Regions from separate parts of the Macaca mulatta genome. Here region 2 is linked to region 1. A link is a contact called in public Hi-C data. All regions are on one chromosome and are shown on one strand. Each heading gives the region's core, a stretch centred on a gene start, on an enhancer-like site or on the middle of the called end of the contact. The rest is flanking DNA. Distances are from core to core; before and after follow the strand shown.

What was found. A called contact is a pair of places that touch in the nucleus more often than the background predicts.
Region 2: a contact with region 1 is called in a Hi-C map of fetal cortical plate, with 2.1 times the contacts expected there. The contact joins the promoter of ZFP91 here to the promoter of LOC701437 in region 1. A contact is called at or near these places in 4 of 14 Hi-C or Micro-C datasets (CD4 T cells, fetal cortex germinal zone, fetal cortical plate and 1 more).

The regions. Positions count from the first base shown.
Region 1 is chr14:14,776,283-14,780,251 of T2T-MMU8v2.0, forward strand. It overlaps LOC701437 (glycine N-acyltransferase-like protein 1), which reads right to left and starts at 1,437. Exons shown (of 7, transcript XM_028833404.2): 1 at 1-1,437.
Region 2 is chr14:14,950,275-14,954,576 of T2T-MMU8v2.0, forward strand. It overlaps ZFP91 (ZFP91 zinc finger protein, atypical E3 ubiquitin ligase), which reads right to left and starts at 1,531. Exons shown (of 11, transcript XM_015114143.3): 1 at 389-1,531. The coding sequence starts at 738. It overlaps LPXN (leupaxin), which reads left to right and starts at 4,186. Exons shown (of 9, transcript NM_001260791.1): 1 at 4,186-4,293. The coding sequence starts at 4,281.

The sequences.
Region 1 (3,969 bases), core at 187-2,686:
CGCTGTGGGGGTGGGAGGCGCCTGGCGGTTTCGCGCTTTGCCCGCCTTTTGATTGCGCAGGAGTAGCGCGCTGGCGGGAGCCGCAGGGCAAATAGCCCGCCCGGGTGCTTTGGTGTGTGGCACTTGCTGCCATTCTGCCACTGTAGGGTGAGCGGCGGTGGCGGGACGAGCATCCAGGCGGCATCCGGCGGCAGCAGCAGCAGACACAGCTCCACCCTGAGGACGCAGAAGCCCAGCCTCCAGCCCGACTGCCAGTCCCAGAGCCGGCTGCACCCCCGTCAGCGGGAGCTCTAGAGGGAGTCGGCCTGCTCCACAAATGATCCAACTTCGCGGAGGGCCTCGCGAACACAGACAACGCCAACCTGGACAAGAAAGCGGCCAGCACTGCTTAGGCGGCTTCCCACGACGCGCTTTGCTGAGTGCGGAAGTTTACCCTTCAGATGAAGATGCCAGAGTTGGGCATCCCCAAAGTGAGGATCAAAGAAATGCTTTGCATGGGGCTTGAGAAAACATCTTACTGTTGAAGAACAGAACATCTTACTAAGAACCTGAATAGGAGATGCCTTCAGTAGTGGGTGTTTGAAAAGTTGGTCAGAGAAGGGGAGAAGATGGTTGATTAAGGGGGGGATGGTGACAATTATTTTATAACTTATAGAACGACAGATATTTATGTAAAAGTTGATAGTTTGGGTGGAATAATCATGAGCATGTTTCTGAACTTAATGTAAAATATCCAGAGACCCCTAAAATCACTGCTTAAATTACACGGGCCTTGTGGTGTTTGGAAAGAGAACACTTTGGAAGTATAATGGTAAAAATAATTTTATACAGAAAAAGAGAAGAGAAAACTTAACCACAGGTTTCTCAAATCGCTGTTATTCTTGAATCATCTGAAAGCAGTACACGTGACTGGCACCAATATATATCAGAGAATAAATCATTGCACAAGGAGACTTGATTTTCTTTTCATTGCAGAATCTGGAGGAAAAAAGCTATGAAAAGCAAGAGGTGGTACAGAATGATGTTGTCGAAATTACCTGACGTCACTGGAGATAATTTGCCCTGGAAAAAGGCGCTCCTTAGGGAGAAGCATCTGCACATTCCATTAGCATAAAGCACCTGGTTGGCCATATGAAGAAGTCCAGATTTTGGTTTAAATGTGAAATTTATTTTAAATGGAGGATTTGAAGCAAGGGATAAGTTATACCCTGAAATATTTTTAAAAATCACTCTGGCAGCTGTGCGGGGGACAAACTCTGGGAGGACAAGAGTAGATGTGGAAGGGAGAAGGCGGCTAAGAGTCTGTCCCAGGATTGCAAAGATTTCAGAGCCCCGCCTCAGGTGGTAATGGTGGAGGTGTTAGAAATGGCTGGATTCCACATATATTTTGAAAGGCCAGCACATGGAATTTGCTTATGGATATTCTATAAATAAGAGAAAAAGAGGGCTCAGTGATGATTCCTAGGCTTTTGACTTGAGCAACTAGAAAGATGAAATCTCCATTAACTGATATGGGGAAGACTGAGGAAGGAGACGCTGTGTATGCCAGGACTGGGGTGTGTGTGTGCGCGTGTATCAGTAATACTACTTTTGACATGTTGACTTGGAGATGCTAATCCACGCCAACTAAAAAATAAGGAGGGAAGTGGGCATTCAACACATGAGGGTGAATGGCTGGGGAGCCTTAAGAAGGGGCCAGAGGCTGAATCTGGTAGAGAAGAACATAGATCAAAATAAAAGACACATGGAGGGAGAAAGACGGGGAAGCTGGGGCTTATGATAGTAACAATGTTGGCCATTAACTGAGAATTTTTTTTTTTTTTTTTTTTTTTTTTTTTTGAGACAGAGTCTTGCTCTATTACCCAGACTGGAGCGCAGGAGGATGATCTCTGTTCCCTGCAACCTCCACCTCCTGGGTTCAAGTGATTCTCATGCCTCAATCTCCTGAGCAGCTAGTATTACAGGTGCCTGCCACTACGCCTGGCTAATTTTTGTATTGTTAGTAGGGATGGGGCTAGGGTCGAAATCCTGACTTCAGGTGCTCTGCCCGCCTCAGCCTCCCAAAGTGCTGGGATTACAGATGTGAGCCACTATGCCAGGCCTGAGAAATTGCCGAGAACAGCTCGGACGTGGAGACCCTAACCCAGCAGCGCTAGAGGAATTAAAGACACACACAGAGAAATATAGCGTGTAGGGTGGGAAATCAAGGGTCCCACAGCCTTCAGAGCTGAGAGCCTCGAACAGAGATTTACCCACATATTTAAGGACAGCAAGCCAGTGATAAGCATTGTCTCTATAGATTATAGATTAACTAAAAGTATTCCTTATGGGAAACAAAGGAATGGGCCAAAACAAAGGGATGGGCTCTGGCTAGTTATCTGCAGCAGGAACATGTCCTTAAGGCACCGATGGCTTATGCTCTTGCTTGTGGCTTAGGAATGCCTTTAAGCAGTTTTCCGCCCTGGGTGGACCCGGTGTTCCTTGCCCTCATTCCAGTAAACCCTAAACCTTCAGCATGGGTGTCATGGCCATCACGAACATGTCACAGTGCTGCAGAGATTTTGTTTATGGCCAGTTTGGGGGCCTGTCCCCAACAAGAAACGTAATTAAAGTACAGAGAAAATTAAAAGGGAGAAGAAAGTTCATGGAGAGATTTACAGCAAATGATAAATGCAAAAGTCTGCCTTGTTTCCCAGACCCCTTGTCTCTTAAGTGCCCTGTATTTTACCTCCCAGTGAACCACTCTTGTCCCTTTGTAATGGCGCTCCAGGCAGCACTGCCGCAAACCCAATTCCAGAGCTTCCCTGCCCCTTGAGCCTAGGAGTAGCCATGCTTCTAATTCCTCTTTATTCGCTCATCACTGGAGTAGCAACTGAACCACACGATTGGAATAAGTAACATAATGTCATTTTTGGTAGCAATCTTCCATTTCTTCCTTGTATATAAAATAGACCCTCATGGAGAAAGTAACTGCCTAGAGCTATGGGTTCAGAGAGTAGAGCTCCAGCTTTGCTTTTCTCTTTGCAGCTGTGCTCTGAGAGATTTGATGCAATCCCACTGCAGTTTGACATGAGTGACAGAGTAGGGATGCTCAGGGAATCTGTTGAGCCACCAAGGAAGCCTCACTTCCAGCTAGTACTTATATGGGGCTGTGGAAGTTGTCTCACATTCCTGGGGACAGAGTGTTTGCCCTGAAAAGGAATATTCCCTTGGCACAAAGCATCTTGTTGGCTGGATGTTATTATAAATGTGACAAGAATACTTCTGGCCAAGTAACGGGTGGTTGGGACATTTTGTATTTCTCAAACCCATAAATAAGGAAAGGTCTCTTACATGGTCAGGAGAGGTGGGAATGGATCAAGCACTAAGGTCAGGTCTGGTGAAGTTAGGGAATAAGGCCAGCATTTATGGAAAGTGATTTCTCCAGGAACCCCTAAAAGATGCTCCTGAACTCTAACAGTAGGCTGATGTCTGTATTTAGAGTTGCAAACAACATGTTCTGGGAATACAGAGGAAGGCACCATGGCCTCTAACTTGAGAGCATATCACAGAGAAAGATTTGTATTTGGACTTGATGAATGAGAGATGAGTAGGAGTTTGATAGAAGAGAAGAGAACCATCTGGAGGTACAATGGCAGAAGTGGCAGGAAGGGCTAAGGAGAATTGGCTTCTGGGGATGGGTTAGAGATAAGGGACTGGGCATCAAATTCTGGAGCCTGCAATGGGGTATGTAAAAGCTTAGATGGGATGCTCTTTTTCTCTCCTCCCATGGGTTCATAGTGGGCTCACCTCACTCACTCTTGCTACCAAGCTGCCTGATTTCACAGAGAGCTGGAGTGGGGTCTCTAACCCTCCAGCAACCGCTTAGGAGCCAGCCTTGAAGCCCTGGCAGCCAATACTTTCCATATAGACCCTGTTGCCCATCCTATCTTAGGAGGACAACGCACTCATGAGGAAGGAAACATCCAC
Region 2 (4,302 bases), core at 281-2,780, 170 kb after region 1:
GTGGATTCCCTAAAGGGCACGTGATGTAATACTGGAGAGTCGCCTAAAGGAAAGGGATAGGTTGACAAAGGGGGTGCGGATGCCAGAGAGAGGGATGAGCCTGCGGGTGGCAGGGAGGAGGTGGATCACTAGCTAGTGCAGGGGTGTGTCAAAAGATGATTTCAGGGAGTGGGAAAGTAGCCCGACAGGCGAGGGTACGAGAGAGAAGGGAGGGTGGCGCAGACAGGAGGCAGGGAGGCTCCCGGGGAAACGGTGTGACATCTGGCGTGCGGAGCCGGCAGGGGGCAGAGCAAGCAGGATGTCACGTGGAGCAGGCGCTACGGGAGCCGAGAGGGTTGCGTACGGACAGAGGGGGGTCTTTCCCACCGCTTGAAAGACTGTTACTCACAGGAGTCGCGGACTCTTCTTGCCCTGAACTGGAGACGGGGACTTCGCGGCCTGGGGCTGCTGCCCGGGGACGTCGGGAGGCCTGGCGCTGGGGCTGCTCCTCCGCCGGCGGGGATACTCGGCCTTCCTCCGGCGGGACACAGCTGCAGCGGCGGCGGCGGCGGCGGCCGCAGCGGCCCGGCCACGATCCCGACCTCCCCTCAGCACGCGGCTGCTAGTGGTCCCTGCAGGCGCCGCCGCGGCCGCCTCAGGGGGCCGTTGTTGGGGCTCCTCCGGAGCCGCCTTGGCCGCCTCTCCCCCTTCCTGGTCCTGCTGCTCCGGGGGTCTCGGCTCTTCCGTCTCCCCCGGCATCGGGGCTTGTCCGTCCCCCACCCCCTAGTCCCAGGCGGCGGAGGCGGAGGCGGCGGCCTCGGCGCTGCTCCCCCCGCCCCCTCGCCTCCAGAAGCCTGCGGCTCACTCTCACCCTGCGCTCCTCTTTCCCCCCTCCCCTCCGCCCGGCTCCGAGGGCGCCCCCCCCACCCCCTGCCACTCAAGGTTTGCTACCGCTGGCGGCGCGCGCGCGCCCGCCACAGACGCTCAGCGGGCCAATCGGAGAGGAGGACAGTCTTCCTCACCCCGCCCCTCGCGGTCTTACACGCAGCGACGTTCCAGGTTCCCTCCCCCACCCCTTCCTTCAGCCAATCAGGAAACGACTAAAAGGGAGCGCGCGAGGTTTCCTTCCCCGCGCACCCGTTCTCACCGTTAAACGGCTGTCTCGCGACAATCCCAAAGTGACCTTTTCCCCCCCTCCAGAGTTCAATGCGCGCTAGGGGCAGTACGAAGGGGCAGGTCTCGCGAGGGAGGCGGGTGAAAAGAAATCGCACCTCTTTCCCCGCCTCACGCGCACCCTAGACTGGCTGCGCGCGCACCTGCCTCCCTAAGGAGCCACTGATGCCGCAAGGGCTCTTTCTATTCTTCTTTAGGCCGCAGAGGTAGCCTGGGCGTTCTTCCTCCTCCACCCTACCCCACTTTCCTGTCTTTGGCCTTTCTGTCCCCAGCGCCGCCAGATCTTGCGCGGAGAAGGGGGTAGTATTTTGAGCTGTCGCTTCTCCTTTAAGAAAAAAAGCCCCGTCGGTTGCCGGATGAAAGTCTCTGAAAAAATGGCGGCGGCAAAACGGAGGCGGGGTTGTGGGTCAACGAGGGCCCGCCTCCTGGCGCATGTGCACCGTTAACTTAACCAAGGGCATTCTGGGAGATGAAGTCTTATTTCGCCTAGGCTTTAGAAAAAAATAGATGGGAAACCAGAGACAGAGGGGATGCTGGGAGGTTCTGACTGATTCACGACGGGAAAGGTAGTTTACTTTCCGCAGCCTAGCTTTTACTTTTTTTTCGGGAGGCAGTGTTTCCGGGTTAGGTCGGGAAACGCGTGCCGTACATCCGGGCTCAAACGTTGAGCCAATTGCTGGTCTGATGGGAGGGTTTTTCCTATTTTTGTTACTTTTTATCTGGGCGTTGGCGTACCTTTCTCGGGGTGTCTGCGTAATTGCCCCGACTTACCTTGGTTTGGTCAGATGACACCTCCTCTGGAACTGGCTAGCCAGCGTTCATGTCTACATTATTGATCTCGTCTTCCCCTGTGTGAGTCACTCACCTGTGAGCTCCTAGAGGTCAGGGAATGAATGTGGTTCCGTGGGGTCATCTGGCCCTCGGAACGCTAGTACAAGGCCCACTACTCAGTTGGCTGTTAATAAAATCTGTGAAATGAATTATAAAGTTGTTTTCTACTAGACCTTGTTGGGACACCAAGAAGCCTTCGTCGGTAGCTTAACTTGGCTGCGGTGCCCAACCTGGAGGAAGGCGAAAGGGTTGTTAGCGTGACCAGATTCTGGTGACCTACACTGAGAAGCTGAAGGGTGTCTTAAGCTCTGCGGCCGGAAGCCATGTGCTTCTGCGGTTTATACAATAGCAGCTTTATCAGAAGTTACTTTTCTGCACACTAGCGTGTGACGTTAATTTGTCTTCCTGATTCATCAAAGGGAGTTTCCGTTGCAGTTGGTGATGCCGTGGGCCTCTCGCATTTCTTTTTTCCTTTCATCCATAACAATCAAGGAACGATTTGCAAGAACACCCTTTACCCCTGGAAAACAAAGCATCCAGGGCTAAAAGCCCCAGAAGAAAGAAGCTGGAAACAAGATCTGGGGATTCAATTTTAAATTTCACATTAATCATTCAGTTAAACTGTAGACAAGTGCTGAAGTACATTTTTCCTTCCAGTACTTTGACTCAGATACCACTTCATATTAGACAAATGTTTTATGTTCTCTACTGAGTATTTTACATTTTCATAGGGCTAATGTCATTTTCAGTTGTAACAATCGATTGGCATAGTGTCAATGGAAATTTTTTCAGATTGAGTTTGCAGTGAGCAGACTTTTGGAAGGAACAGTGCTGACATCCAATGGATGCTCAAAGTAATACAGAGGAGAAATCTTTCAAAAAAAAATGTACAGACAGTGGAATGAAGAATGAATTGTTCCTTTAAAAAAAAAAAAAAAGCCACTGTGGGCTGGATGTGGTAGTCCACCCCCGGAATCCCAGCGCTTTTGGATGCCAAAGTGGGAGGATCCCTTGAGCCCACAACTTCCAGACCAGCCTGGGCAACATAGGGAGACCACCCTCTACACAAAAAATAAAAAACAAAAATAAATAAAAATAAAGTTTTTAAGCCAACTTAGTGGCGTGATGGCATGCACCTCTGGTCCTAGCTACTCCCGAAACTGAGAAGGGCAGATCGCCTGAGTCCAGGAGTTCCAGTTGGAGGTTACACTGAGCTATGCTAGTACTATTGCACACCAGCCTGGGTGACAGAGAGCTTGTCTCTTAAAAAATTAAAAAGACTACTGTGTTGTAGAGGAAAGATCGCAGACTTTGAAGTCTTCTATTATAGTAAGTAGCAAAGCTACCAATTAATTATAGCAAGTTGCTATTCCATGAACCTATTTCACCATTGGTAAAAAGGGAGGGGGAAATCTACTTCACAGGGCCATAATTGCAGTTCCTTACATATTGCCTTTTTATAGTAGGCCTTTTGTAAATGTTTCATTCAAGGTGAATAAATCACAGTGGTTAAAAAAAGTGAAGAGTTAACCTCAGTGTCACTTTCCAGAGAAATTGCTATAGGCAGTGTATCTAGACAGGGATTATGCTTAACTGAGATGCACACAGTTTAACATCCGGTGTCAAACCTCGCTTCCTTCTTTGTGACCCCCCATAGGTGTTTGCTTTTTGGACCACTAAGTAAGCCAGGCCCTGAGAATCCAAGCATGAATCCACTTCTGCCCTACTTTTAAGGATTTATAATCCATGCAGGAAAGCAGATAAGCATAATTTCTGAATAAATAAAGACAACAAAATGAAATGGATGCTGGTCAACTCTGATGGAAATTTTAAGAAAGAGACTATGCCTCTGTGGTTCCCCAGCTTCACAGAAAGAAAAAAAAAAAGAAAGGTAGATGCTCAGCTAGAGTGGGGTACCTACACTTGGAAAAAACGCAAGTGTAAGTCTGCCATTCCCGTGAATCCAAGATGAATCCTGGCACAGAGTAGGTCCTCAGTTTTTGCAAAATTAATTTTGAATCTTTATCACCCTGGCCAATGCACTACCATAACTCAAATCTCACTATCTACCTTTCTATGTCAATTCCATTTTTAAAACTGTATAACCTATAGAGAAAAAAAAAAAAAAAGCTCACCAAATCAAAAGAGAGGAAGTGCTAAGCAAATACAGGAACCAAAAAGGGTTATAGAGGCTGCCTTATGCTGTCTCATCCAGTTCCTTTGCGGTCCTCTTCTTCAGCACATGCCAAAGCTGTTCCTCACAGCCTGTGAGACAAGAGCATCTTGGATGTAGGACAATGGAAGAATTAGGTGAGTGAG